Regions from separate parts of the Canis lupus genome. Here regions 2 and 3 are each linked to region 1. Evidence: chromatin contacts called from public Hi-C data. All regions are on one chromosome and are shown on one strand. The core of a region is the stretch at or near the end of the contact, and the rest is flanking DNA. Distances in the headings are between cores, read along the strand shown.

Region 1 (2,714 bases), core at 105-2,604:
CAGTATTACTGATTTTTAAAACTCTTTGACCATCTTCTAGTTTTTACATTTAGGGGAATTGTGAAAAACACCCACTGTTCTTAAACTTTAATGCCATGTCTTAAATGCCAGAATTTGCTGCTGAAGACAAAAATGAAAAATATAATGAAAATAATAGATGCACTGTTTATTATTTTGTCAAAATGTATACAGAGACTACCTAACCCAATCATGGAGGGAAAAAGGGCATGTATCTCATTCAGATGTGCCTTTTGTTTTTGGAGACTATGGTGTCTTTAGCTAATGAGTTGCCTATTGTTTTGGAAAACAAAGTTAATTAATATGCCAAGTATGTACAGTTTTGTTTATATTGTATATTTAAAGAATGCTAATAACTTACTATATAAATTTAAGTGACTCGAGGCCTATAATACAATCTGCTACTTTACTAATTCAGAAATTCAGAGGAAAATTTCTTATGGCATAGGAACCAACTGCCTTGCCCTCAAATCCTAGTAACCTTCTCTATAAATCTCATGTTAACTACAATTTTTTTTAAATACTTTTTTTTTAGATTGGTAACATTTAAACCAGCAAACATACTTAAAGCTTTATTAAACTTTTATTCAGAGAAGTAAAACTTTTATTTGCCATTTGGACTCCTGAGTTCAAAGTGATGAAAAAGCGTGTTTTGCTGATAGTGCTGTAGCAGCAGTTGTAAAATAGCCAAAAGCCACGTTGTTGTTTATTTACTGGTCTGTGGCCTTTTAACTGTGCTTTGTATCAGAGTTCTTAACAAGATTAATAAATCACCCCAGTCTTAATTTTTAAAATACGTGTTTTCATTATAAGTAACAAGGGGAGAGCTTGTTGAGTTCTGTGGAAATACATAGACATGTCCACATTATTGTCATTATTTTGGGCAATTTAAATTACATAATCCCAAAGAATTTAAATGATGTAAATTTTAGAAGGATAACTTTGCCCTGTTAAAACGCGATCAGCAAACTTCCAGCAACCATTTTTATGCATTCAGATGAAAATCAGGAGCATGCTAGGAAACTTGATGAGAGAGGATTGTTGCTTCTCGGTAGGATCTTGGAAACTGCCTGGATTTAAAGCCCAATAACTACCGTATGAATTAGTCTCCAGGTAAACACACTCTTGAGTTTGCCTTTGGCTTTTAAAGAGCAGATTACAATATCAGCTTTGTCTGGAAAAGTGATTTAAGCTGCCTGCTTGTTAGGCCACACTTGTAATTTAGAGGCGTGAGGCGGACCTACACTCTGGGGAAGCGGGCGGCTAGGCCCTCGACCACGCCCAGGTAATGCTGCCTTCCCAGCTTTGTGCCTTTGCGCACGCGTCATGGCGCCAACTTCGCCACTAGGAGGCGCCGGGCCCTGTCCAGGCCCGCGGTGGGGAGGCGCGTGTGGGTGTGACGTCACTGCGCACGCTGCATCTTGTTGCCGGGCAGCGATGGCGGCTACCGTGGAGTCCTCCGTGGAGGACCCGCTGCGGAACTTTGTTCGAGTTTTGGAAAAGCGAGATGGCACGGTGTTACGACTGCAGCAATATGGCTCCGGCGGCGTGGGCTGCGTTGTTTGGGACGCTGCCATCGTCCTTTCTAAGTACCTGGAAACGCCCGGGTTTTCCGGCGATGGGCCCCACGCTCTGAGCCGGCGGTCGGTGCTGGAGCTGGGCTCGGGCACCGGGGCCGTGGGGCTCATGGCTGCTACTCTCGGGTAAGAGCTGGCGGGAGGGGGTGCCGCTTTGTTTGGGAAACCAGGATTCCTGCTTTACCATGCTTGTGCCTACACTTCAGTCGACGTTATTTTATAGGGCCGATGTGGTGGTCACAGATCTGGAGGAATTGCAAGACTTGCTGAAGATGAATATTAATATGAACAAGCATCTTGTCACTGGTTCTGTTCAAGCCAAGGTACTGAAATGGTTTGTATGGCCTTTCAGCTTGTTTTAAGATAACGATTTGTGGTTTGCTTTAAATTGCGTTTCGCTAAAAGCATAGTTAATACAAAGGGGACTTTCCAGAACTTTTTTTATAAAACAATAAGTTATTAAAGCAACAGTTAAAATATTTGTTGGCATTTTCAAGGGGGGAAGCAATAGAAGACTTTCCTTCTCCGCCAGACTACATACTGATGGCCGACTGCATATACTACGAAGAGGTAAGTAGTCATTATCTTTACAAGTTGTATTATAATTCGTGGATTCCATAGTGCACATTTCTTCCCACTTTAACATCACTGAATGCAGGATAGTTTTCCTATAATTGATGACACAGTAAGGAACATAAAGTTTACCAGGAACAACTACATACACTCAGGTTAAACATATAGACCTGTGAAACATGTTGACAGAAGTGTTGCCTGCATTTTTAGCATTTTACTAAAGGCTTCTGTAAAAATCTTCTTTTAAAGGTTTTGTCATTTGGATCTGTTATGAAAAGCTAAGGTTTTTTTAAGCTCTTCTTGGTGAAGGTGTTAACCATGACATTGAAAATTAAGTTTCGTCCTAAAGAATTCATTGCTCTATGGCAAGATTGATTCAGAATGATACTTTTTAAAATATCAGTTTGTGTATATTGTGGGCATCACTCATTTTTAAAATAAAACATTGAACTAACATGTTCAAGTTAGGGTTAGATTCACTTTTGTATGGTAAAGTACGGTAAAATCCCAAGTTAAAATAGATTAAATAAAATTAATTTTTTAAGA
Region 2 (2,714 bases), core at 102-2,601, 220 kb after region 1:
GCTAACATAATAACCTTAGTACTGTTTATGTCCGATGGAACCTCTTTTTTTTTTTTTTTTTTTTTTTTTTGCAGTTAGGACCACAGATAGCTGTCTCCCACTTTCCTAAACTCTCCAAATGGTTTATTTTACATTTTGAGCTATTCTGCATGGTTCACTGTGCCCTACGATGCAGCAATGAATGCTGTCTGCCCTGTGTCCTATAGCAGCCCCCACCTTAGCATCTACAAACAGTCGCCTTCTGCTGGTGGGAATTCTGACGACTCGCCGCCGGCAGCCTGGAGAATCCTCCCAAGCTCCGGATCCTCGCCGGACGCGGTGGCGCGCGCCTGTAGTCCCAGCTACTCGGGAGGCTGAGGCAGGAGGATCGCTTGAGCCCAGGAGTTCTGGGCTGCAGTGCGCTATGCCGATCGGGTGTCCGCACTAAGTTCGGCATCAATATGGTGACCTCCCGGGAGCGGGGGACCACCAGGTTGCCTAAGGAGGGGTGAACCGGCCCAGGTCGGAAACGGAGCAGGTCAAAACTCCCGTGCTGATCAGTAGTGGGATCGCGCCTGTGAATAGCCACTGCACTCCAGCCTGGGCAACATAGCGAGACCCCGTCTCTTTTGAGTTCTCACCTTGAAAGTATCCTTTCTTCCCATAGTATATATTGAACACAACGAAAAGGGGCATACTTCTATTCTTGCACGGCAGGTTTCCTATTTCCTATTACCCCCCCCCCCCCATGGTGGGGCAGTCTTCTCTTATTCTGTCCTACTTTTTGATTATCTAGCGAAACACCTGAATATTCAGGTTGCCAAGAGTTGATGGAGTTCCTATTGTATGCCAGGTACTACGCTGAGGCAAGGGATGCCATGATCAAGGTCAGATGAGAATCCTACTAAACATCGCAAAATAGTCCTCTGAGAGCGGGGCCCATCAAAACAGGAACTCCTTTTTGAGCGTTGCTTCACCTTTATTGCTGAGGGTACTTGTAGGGCGAATGAAACAGTTCCGCTTCGTCACATTTCAAAATCTGCTCGTCCAAGTTAACCGAGTGGAGAGGGGTTCCTTACTCTTGCAGACCGAGCCCTACCGCCCATGCAGGGGAAATCCTCCCAGTACGCGCCTCATAAATTTTTACCACCAGCAGGGGTCGCTAGGGAGTCGGTCTTGAATCCCGGAACGCAAGAGGGAAAGGGTAGCCTGTCAGCTTTTCAGGAAGAAATGCAGTTTCAAGAGAATAGTTTGGATCTATTGCGAATTGTTTTGGTATAACGAAAAGCCTGATGACGGCGACTTGATAGTTCAAAGCTTTGGAAAAGTGACGCAAACACGTTCGCCTCGAGGAATATTGGGTCTTCTGCGCGGCCGTAGATGTCGGCCAAGTGCGCCTGCGCGTTAGAGTAGCGGCGTTGAGTCAGGCAGTCCGTGGAGAAAACTGCGGTAGCGACCCTCAGACCTCGCCATGAAGACTCGTTTTAGCACCATTGACCTCCGCGCGATACTCGCGGAGCTGAATGCCAGGTACTGAGCGGTAGGGGACCAGGCTCGTGCGGGGGATGCAGAAGCCAGAGGCCGGTGCCCCAAGGTTGAAGAAAGACCAGCCTGATGTTTCCCCTTCATCCCCCCAGCGCTCTTCTGCGGACCTGGCCATAGGCCTGGGTGGGCGAGTGCGGGACATCCTTCCCGTGGCCCTCAGGACACCTGGGGGAGCCCAGCGGCCGCGTGCCCCACACCCTGCTCTCGCGGGCTGCTTGTCTCACCAGGTCTCGTGTCAGGCTTTGGCGGGGCCCTCACCGAGCGCTTGCCTTGTTGGCCCGAGTTGCCCGGGTCTGGCAGCAAACGTTGAGTAGAACACGAGACACCGGGTGGACGCCGGGATGCTCCAGTAGTCTTTTGCCTCGGGGGGTTTCCAGGCCGGAGGCCTGATTTCTTTGACACTCTTCCTTACTTCTGGGAGAGGGAATACCTGCATTTTAGCTGCAAGTAACAGATTCTAGTCTGGTTTCTATTAAGCAGTGTGAATTTTGCCATTTTTGCCATTTTGCCTTCTTTTTTTTTTTTTTTCTTTTGTAATAAAGTGTATTGGACTTTTTCTATGTTTCCTTAAATATTGGGTCATTTCAAGGACGAAGGGCATTGCATGGTTTTCCTAGGGCTCGTATACAACGTTAGTTCTTAAAAAGTTAAAATTAAGTTTTGGGTGGAATGCCTGATGGCCTTCAGACTGATGATCCCAGGTTGACTCCATATCCTTAGAGTTGAAGATCCCCCCCCCCCTTCGAAGGCTCTGCTTCCGCCTGCCGCTTTAAATTCTGTGAAGTTTTGTATTTCAAATGTTGTTACATGTTTCCTTTTTCTTCGCAGCTTAATAGGAATGAGAGTAAACAATGTTTATGATGTGGATAATAAGACCTATCTTATTCGTCTTCAAAAGTAAGAGCATTTTACAGGCTTGTTTTACCTTTGGTAATTAAATATGAGATTATTAATTTTTTTTTACTTGCACTTTTAGTCTGTTTTACTGAGCGTTGACAAATGCCCTAAAGAAAAATTTAACTTTTTTCTTCTACAGGCCAGACTTTAAAGCTACACTTTTACTTGAATCTGGCATACGAATTCACACAACAGAATTTGAGTGGCCTAAGAATATGATGCCCTCTAGTTTTGCCATGAAGGTAACTTTAAGTTATACTTGAAGCTAAATTTTAAGGCCCTGATATTGGTCA
Region 3 (2,714 bases), core at 146-2,645, 190 kb after region 1:
ACTCCAGAGTTCAAATTCAAAAGAAGAGAAAGTGGCAATTGAAAGAGGTGATGGTGGCGATAATCCTATGAATGGGTTTCTGATTTCTCTCCTTCCGGGGGATAGGTGGAGAATGCTCATTAGGATTTGTAGTTAGAGGTTAACCATGTGAGCCCCTCATAGAGTCCATCCCCTGAGGTGGCACAGGAGGGCTGCACATACCAGTTCCTGTCCCGAATCCGGGTCAGGCCCAGTTTCTCCTGGATCTCGTGGGGTTTCATGGCATCAGGCAGGTCCTGTTTGTTGGCGAAGATGAGGATTATGGCGTCCCTCATCTCCCGGTCATTGATAATGCGGTGCAGCTCCTGGCGGGCCTCGTCGATGCGGTCGCGGTCGGCGCAGTCCACTACGAAGATCAGACCCTGGGTCCCGGTGTAGTAATGCCGCCAGAGCGGCCGGATCTTGTCCTGGCCGCCCACATCCCATACGTTGAACTTGACGTTTTTGTAAGTCACGGTCTCCACGTTGAAACCCACTGTGGGAATGGTGGTCACCGACTGGCCCAGCTTCAACTTGTACAGGATTGTTGTCTTGCCGGCCGCGTCCAGGCCCAACATGAGGATCCGCATTTCCTTGTTCCCGAAGATCTTGGATAGCACCTTCCCCATCGCGTCGGAGGAGCCGGGGCCGGGGGCATTCAGGTGTCCCGGGTCCCCTCAGCCAACTACGCCGCAGCCGCCGCGAAACCGAAACGAAGCCTCCCGGCCGCGAGGGCGCCCGTGCGGCCTGCGTGGGAGTTGCCTCCTCGGGGCAGAGGCCCAGGCTCGCCACTCACTCGGGCATCACCGACCGCACAACTTGATTCCTCCAGCCGCCGCCGCCGCCGGGGCCCTGAGTCTGCGCCGGGAGAGCCGCCGCCCTGCTGAGGCGCGGCCCGGCCCGGAACTGCCCTTCCCCCCGCAAGCGCCGCGCTAGCGCCGCCGCGGTTCCCGCTCCTCCGCCTTCTCTTCACTCGGCCGCGGGAGGTCGAAGCCCTCCGGCCCACCCGCCGGTCCACGAGCACCGGGCTCACCACCGACCCAGGCCACCCGAGAGTCAGCGCGGCTCCGGCGCCTCGTCAGGTCATTGATCCTCGCCGGGATCCGGTGCGCCGCCTGCAGAGACACAGAGAGGAAGAAGGGAGTTACTGCCGGCAGGCCAGAAGGGAGCGGAGGCCCAGGTGACTCGTCCTTCCAGCTCAGTTCGCGAGGTTACCTCAAGCCGCCGCCCTGAGCGCGGGCTCCCTCTGGCCTCCACCGCCTCCTCCCAGCTCTGCCGCTGCCGCCGCCGCCGCCGCCGGAAAAGGCGCCGAAGAAACCGCCTCACTTCCCCTCCCGATCACGCAGGCGCAGCAAGGCCGACCGTTCGGTGAGAGCGAGCTCTGTAAGGAGCGCGGCCCGCGCGCCCAGCGTCATGGGCGCCACGCGCGAGGGGGCGGGGCTACGGCGGCCTGGAGGCCTCGCGGCTGCGGTCAGGCCCCAGACCCGCGAAACTCGGACTCTGACCCGTGCCCGCCTGGCGCTGTACGCGGACTTTCTGCGTCCCTGTGGCGCGCTCTCGCCTCCCCCAGCCCTCTCGAACCAGAGCAGGCAAATCCACTGGGGAGCTCCCGAGGGCGGGGCCCGCGGCCAGCCCTCTCCCGCGGTGAAAGCCTCCCCCAGGCTGCTTCCGGACGTCGGTGCCCGCCAGGTGCTCAGCGAGTTCCCTTGGGCCCGCCCCAGCCTCCGCGCGTCCTCAGTCACCCGGGAAAGCCCTATATGCTGTTTGTACGTCTCCCAGCCCGTCCTTGGCCTCCCTCATCCCGCGTGTTCTGTGCATTTCCTGAAAGACACGTGGGAGGCCCGCGTTTGGTGTGGAGTCGGCCAAGCAGTGCGGCGCTTCTACCAGGCTTGGGTTTGCCAGGAAACCCCGCTTTTCGGTGTTCGAGCCCTGTCTTACACATCTCTTCGGGACCAGACCCTGTTACTTAAAAATGACAGTGTTAACCAGAGTTCCAGTCCCTTGCTGCGTTTTCAACTTTTTAAGGTGATAACTTTTCATACTTAAGTTAGTGTGTTGAGCAGTAACTTAACCACCTAGCTTTTCTTTAAGAATCCTAGACGAGGGGATCCCTGGGCGGCCCAGCGCTTTAGCGCCTGCCTTCAGCCCAGGGCGTGACCCTGGAGACCCGGGATCGAGTCCCGCATTGCGCTCCCTGCGTGGAGCCTGCTTCTCCCTCTGCCTGGGTCTCTGCCTCTCTCTCTCTCTCTCTCTCTCTTTCTCTCTCTCTCGAACGAACAAATAAATAAAGTATTTTTTTAAAAATCCCAGACAATAATAATCTTAGCACTAGGGTTTAGAGTCAGAAAGCCTGACTACTTTTGTGACCTGGATCTAAGGCATTTAACCTTGCTAAGTTTGTTATCTCATGTGTAAACCGAGTGTAGTGCCGACCTTGCTCTGTGTACTCCGTTTCAGAGTAAATAACAAAATGTTTGTGGAAGACTTTCGGAAACTTTTTTGTAGCAAATAGTTAGAGATCAAGTTAGACTTAAAGTAAGGCGAAGCCTAAAATAAAGGAACCAAGGGGAGGAAAAACAGGAAATAGGGTTTGTTATTTTTTAAGGAAGATGCTATAGAAGCATATGATAACATACTTGTTTCATAATATAAGAATATTTGATAATGGTAGATGGGTCAGGTGATAACCTTATAAG

The links. A called contact is a pair of places that touch in the nucleus more often than the background predicts.
Region 2: a Hi-C map of blood shows a contact between it and region 1, with 2.5 times the contacts expected there. The contact joins the promoter of NEMF here to the promoter of VCPKMT in region 1. A contact is called at or near these places in 2 of 9 Hi-C or Micro-C datasets (amygdala and blood).
Region 3: a contact with region 1 is called in a Hi-C map of amygdala, with 1.9 times the contacts expected there. The contact joins the promoter of ARF6 here to the promoter of VCPKMT in region 1. A contact is called at or near these places in 6 of 9 Hi-C or Micro-C datasets (amygdala, blood and skin fibroblasts).

The regions. Positions count from the first base shown.
Region 1 is chr8:26,858,821-26,861,534 of UU_Cfam_GSD_1.0, reverse strand. VCPKMT (protein-lysine methyltransferase METTL21D) reads left to right here and starts at 1,354. Exons shown (of 8, transcript XR_005363233.1): 1 at 1,354-1,721; 2 at 1,819-1,929; 3 at 2,093-2,165. It overlaps SOS2 (son of sevenless homolog 2), which reads left to right. Exons shown (of 22, transcript XM_038544663.1): 22 at 1-812.
Region 2 is chr8:26,633,864-26,636,577 of UU_Cfam_GSD_1.0, reverse strand. It overlaps NEMF (nuclear export mediator factor NEMF), which reads left to right and starts at 1,351. Exons shown (of 33, transcript XM_038544655.1): 1 at 1,351-1,509; 2 at 2,353-2,421; 3 at 2,561-2,663. The coding sequence starts at 1,451.
Region 3 is chr8:26,668,117-26,670,830 of UU_Cfam_GSD_1.0, reverse strand. It overlaps ARF6 (ADP-ribosylation factor 6), which reads right to left and starts at 1,395. Exons shown (of 2, transcript XM_038544661.1): 1 at 1,234-1,395; 2 at 1-1,133. The coding sequence starts at 647. The coding sequence ends at 120. It overlaps LOC119876490, which reads left to right and starts at 932. Exons shown (of 3, transcript XM_038544659.1): 1 at 932-2,043. The coding sequence starts at 1,432.